Regions from separate parts of the Sus scrofa genome. Here region 2 is linked to region 1. A link is a contact called in public Hi-C data. All regions are on one chromosome and are shown on one strand. Each heading gives the region's core, a stretch centred on a gene start, on an enhancer-like site or on the middle of the called end of the contact. The rest is flanking DNA. Distances are from core to core; before and after follow the strand shown.

Evidence for each region. Hi-C and Micro-C count contacts between places; a contact is called where the count stands out from the background.
Region 2: a contact with region 1 is called in a Hi-C map of liver, with 2.9 times the contacts expected there. The contact joins the promoter of SRPRB here to the promoter of TF in region 1. A contact is called at or near these places in 1 of 5 promoter capture datasets (liver) and 2 of 47 Hi-C or Micro-C datasets (embryonic fibroblasts and liver).

The regions. Positions count from the first base shown.
Region 1 is chr13:74,861,246-74,863,914 of Sscrofa11.1, reverse strand. TF (transferrin) reads right to left here and starts at 1,342. Exons shown (of 17, transcript NM_213847.2): 1 at 1,269-1,342. The coding sequence starts at 1,311.
Region 2 is chr13:74,974,671-74,977,339 of Sscrofa11.1, reverse strand. It overlaps SRPRB (signal recognition particle receptor subunit beta), which reads right to left and starts at 1,310. Exons shown (of 7, transcript XM_021069470.1): 1 at 1,095-1,310; 2 at 395-489. The coding sequence starts at 1,248.

The DNA.
Region 1 (2,669 bases), core at 93-2,592:
CAATACAAGCCCTGTTCACCAGGAAGAATGCCAGAGAGACCAGAGGCCTCTGGATTTCTTGTGGCCAGCCACAGTTAGACCACAACTGTAGGGTCCTTGCCAGCCTTCCCCAGACCCGGCAGAGCTCCCTCTGTGGCCCTAGGTGGGCAGCACTGGGTTATCCCTCCCTGCACGATAGATACCCCACCTTGGAAATGATTTAAGACAGCCTGAGACCTGACTGAACCAGGGCTGGATAGAACCCAGCTGTAGAATCAAGGAATGAGGGGATCTCCACCTGCATGAGCACAGTGGCTTTCCACCATGACCTTCCTTACAGTTACCCAGCCATAAGCCCTGCCACCCCAACACAGAAAGGGGACCCCAATATTTACGTGCGGATTTTTTCCAGTGATAACTCACCTGTGCCCTTGGGCACAGCAACTGTGTGTTGTGAAAAGGAAATTAGTTCAGAGAAGGCACTGGACCACCCAGAGTCCCGTGGAACTGAGTGGTGGGTGGATCCCATTCTAGGGTGGTTGTTTCCCCCCTATATTCCTCCTCCTCCTCCCTGGTGCGTGGTACAAATGGAAGCTGGCATCATACAGTTCAGAGCAGGAACAATCCTTCTAGCTAGATATCTGACATGACAAGCTTACCTGACGCGTGCCCCTCTCCCTCTTAGTTGTGAGCCCTGGGAAAAATCCCTTCTCTCTGCTGACCATTTCCCTCACTGTAAACAGGATTAACACCCTCCAGGCCAGAGGTTATGAACTTTTTCTGTAAAGCTAGTCAGTTACTAGCTTTGTAGGCCCTACACTCTCTGTGGCAACTATGCACCTCTGCCCTTAAAGCCTGGAAGCAGCCATGGACGATACTGACCTGCATGAGCAGGATCGCGTTCCAATGAAATTACATTCATGGATGTTGACATTTGAATTTCATGTAAGTCTCTCGTGTCAAAACTATTCTTTTTATTTTCTTTCACCCATGGAAAAATGTAGCTCAACTCAGCTGTTTATCAGACGGGGCTGGCGGACTTGGCTGGCGGGTGATGGTTTGTGAACCCCTGCCCGGTGCTGGAGGGTTTCTGCAAGGGTGAAAGTTGTCAGGTGCACGGATGTACCACTACCAGCGAGTGGGAGGCAGTTCGGAGTCAACCAGACGCCGCGCTGCTTTGAAGCCGCTTAGACCAGGCAGCGCAGTGTCGCTCGGGAGCTGACTCTCGGCTGGCACCCGGTCCCTACCCTAGAGGGCCAGCCCCCACCCGGCTCCCAGTGCTCACTCACCCAGGGACCCCGCGCACAGCAAGACGCAGAAAGCGAGCCTCATTCTGTGAAGCGGCGCGCGACACCGACCCGGCTCCCCTGGACTCTGCCAGCTGTTACTTGCCCGAGAGGGGGCGGATCCGCCTCCTCCAAAAGGTTCGCCCTTCCGGGCTGATTGCGCTCGCCACACCCCTACACCTTGCCCGAGAGCCTCCACTGCACCCTCTGCCTCGGGCCGGGGACTGCGAGGCTGGATCTCCGCTCGCGGGCTAAGGGTCCGCAACCCGGAGGTACGAGCCCCTGCAACCTCGGAGCCCGAAGTAATGACCGCCTTACGCCGCAGAGAGAGAAACTGAGGCCCAAGACGAGAGTGACTGCCTGGGTCCCAGGTTAGCTACTCGAATGCAGGTTCCCTGACCCCCAGACCGTCGTGTAGACAAACAGCTCTTAGATGCTTTGAACACAGACTCCTTGGGACTGAGGGTCGGTCCAGGAGGTAAAAACTGTGGACCCGTCCCCCAGGAAAGAATGCGCACGCGTATACACAATGTAGTGAACACAATCTTCAGGGATCCTAGGACTACTCCGAAGCGTCTCGGTAGCCCTCTCCAGGGCCCTCCCAGAAGCTCTGCAGCACTCCTTCCCCGTGACGCGGTCCCTGGCAACCCTCTTCTGAAGCTTGAGGTCGGGTGGTGAAGCGCTGAACCCAGGAAGTGCTCCTTCTACTCGCCCCTGCACCCTGCAGCCCTATCCTCCTATAATCTGTGACCTCTATCTGGGGGAAGTCTTTCAAATTTAGATAGAGTCTTACATGCATACATACAACTTCACATATTCTGACTATTCTTACTTATGAATTATCACCAAGTGGGCACATCCTTATAACCAGCATTCACATCTAGAAACAGGCGGTTGGAGTTCCTCTGTGGCACAGCCTATTGAGGATATCCTGTTGTCACTGAAGTGGCTCTGGCCACATCATATCCATTATCTTGATTTCCAGCAACAGTAGACTAATTTTGCTGATTGTTTAACTTTATAGGGATGGAATCTTATAGTATGTACAATGTTGCATCTGGTTTCTTTTACTTAAGGTTGTATTTGTAAGGTGCATCTATGTTGTTGTGCATCGTTGCCCTTCCAGGGATTTGGGTATTGTGTATGACCCCAAATTGTGTATGCAGGGCCCACTGTTTATCTTTCCTGTTAATGATGGAAGTTTCAAGTTTGGGCTGTTGTAAATAGTGAATGCTGGAGTTCTGTTGTGCTGCATCAGGTTAAGGAGCTGGCATTGTCACTGCAGTGGCTTAGATCGCTGTCAGTCTTATCATTTTAGCCCACCATTACTCTTTATTCTGCCCCCTCTTCTCGTGCAAAGGGTGAATGTTTGCTAAGGAAATGAAATGTTGTTCGTTTCAGCTC
Region 2 (2,669 bases), core at 61-2,560, 110 kb before region 1:
AAAAGAAGCCTAAGTGGCCCAATATGTGGAAGGAGAATCACGCTTTTAAAAAGTTCCTTTGACAAATTCTCAAAAGAGTTTGTTACACAATGAATTATACACTGTAATCTCTTCAGCTGTCCTGGCATCCTTAGCCATGGCATGAAAGTAGTTAGTATATAAAACCCTTAAATGGGATAAGGGCTAAATGTCAGTATCTGGCAAGTGCAAGAGAAAAGAAATGGTAGAGAAATCCCAGGTTATTTTGAGTTTTTCAAGAGTCTTTTCATTTTCCCAAAGGAGTCAAGAATTAACTCCCCAGCTGTCAGCATCAGCTCAGTAAACCTCACAGGAATAATGGGATGCCCTAAGTTTTCCTATCAAGTTTAAGAAAGGTGAAAATCAAAGCATTTACTCTGACAAAGAGCAATGTTTTCCCGGAGTCACAAAGGCCAACAAGAAGAACCGCCCTTTGACTGCTCCTTCTGCTCCGGATGAACTTCCAGAACACTGTGGAATAGAAAAAAAGAACCAAAATTACGCCTTGATTACGCGTGTGTGATTGGGTTGGGGAAAATTAAGAGAAGTCTACCACAGAACACCTCATTCACCTGGAGTTTACTCTGTTATTACCACCATTATAATCATTATTTTAGTAACTCTGCTGAGCGCCTGCGACTATTAACTGTCAACTTTTCTGTATCTGCACCCCCTACCTCGACTGCATACTCTTCAAATGCAATCCGGCTTTATTAACCCTGTATCGCTGGCTTCTAGCTCAAACACAGGATGCTCAAACTTGGAGAGAAGACCCTTTGAGTCTTGGCAACAAGAGCAATGGAAGTGGGGAGAACCGCGTGCCTAGGCAAAACAGGGTCTAGTAACCCATGCCCGAGGACTGAAACTTGACTCCTGGGGTCGCGGGAAATCCTCTTTAACGTAGCGCTACTCACGCTGCTTCAGGCAGAAAAGCAGGGAGTTGTATCGAGTGAGTCTTCCTCTCTAGACGCCCCCCAGGTGGCACCGCCACACCGCGTCCGCGGTCGGCACAGCCCAGTCCAAGATCGGATCCCCGCCTGCCCTGCACCCACCTAATCCACCAGCCCCCTCTTTACCTAGCGTCAGCAGCACCGCGACGAGCGCCACCACGACTGACAGCAGCGTCGGGTCCCTCTGCTGTAGCTCCTGCCGCAAGGAGTCCAGGTAGGGATGGAAGGCGCCCCCCATACTGCCGCCATTCCCCATCCGCCGGGAGTCTGCAGAAGCCATGTCTGAGTACTTACACCCGGCACTGCAAAAGCGACGTGGCCCTAGGCTCTGCGCAGGCGTGCGAAGCGGAGCATCACGGGAGTGGTAGTTCCTATGTTGTATTTCCTCTTTCCGAGTCCGGGATCCTGAAGGTCCTGATGGGAGTTGTAGTTCTCTGGGACAGTGTGTTCCCACGGAGAGATGGGCAGTCAGCCGAGGTTTGTGTGACATGTTCATCCTTTAAGATGAGTCAGATGTCTCTGCTGTCTCCATGACCGTGGACAAAATGATGGGAGAATAAAATAAATGCTCAAGAAATCTCCCTTCGTGAAACTTGTGAGGAACTCAAGCGTTTCACAAACATTTCATCGGAAAGTAATGTGGCATGAAGTGTGACAGAGGATGTAAGGCGTGGAATGGGAAGGCAGAAAGGGTCGCTTAGTCCACCTGGGTTCAGGGGAAAGCTCCTGGAGGAAAATGATAGGAACTGAGTTAGGCTCTTCAGGCATAACAGAAGAAAGGTTGCTCTGTGCAGAAGAAAATGAGCAATTCATTGTCCGTACATTGTAAATTGAAAGCTACAACTGAGATAAATACATCAAGGGAAGCAGCCAGGAAAGTCAATGGGAGGGGCAAGGGCCATTAAAAACTTATTCCTGGAGTTCCTGTCGTGGTTCAGCGGTAACAAACCCGACTGGGTACCATGAGGACTCGGGTTCGATTCCTGGCCTCTTTTATTGGGTTAAAGGATCCGGCGTTGCCGTGACCTGTGGTGTAGGTCGCTGATGCCGCTCGGATCTGGTGTGCCTGTGGCTGTGGCTAGGCCAGCAGCTACAGCTCCGATTAGATCCCTAGCCTGGGAACTTCATATGCTGCAGGTGTGGCCCTAAAAAGACAACAGCAACAAATACTGTCACTCCTACCCTAAAGTGGCAGCCACCACTCTTCAGGCAAGAATGTGGGACCAGTGTGGCCAACTCTTGAGTTTTTCAAGAGATGCCAGAAAGACAAGTTCTTAAGGTAAATTTCCCACTTTTCAAATTATAGTAAGTAATAAAAACTTGTGATACCTCATTGCATCAGATGTGGCTGGCTTAGGGACTGCTAGCTTGCAGTCTCTGTCATCAAGCAGGTGTCGTTTCAGCAGAAGTGAGAGGAGATGAAGCAGGAAATGCTGGCAAAAACCAGACCTGAAGGGACTGTGTGCTATGCTGAGGAACCTAGACTTTAGCCAGAATGCAAAAGGAAGTGTCACTGAGAATGAAATAGATGATTGGCATATCAATGGTGAGCTACGGTTTGAGACAGAAAAGTCTGGAGGCAGGGAGACCAGCTAGTAGCTATTGTAGTGTTTTAGCAAACAATGCACAGGGTCTGAACCAAAGGCAGAGGAAAGGAGGGCACAGATATTTAGAAGGCAAATGTATAGGATTTGGTGATTA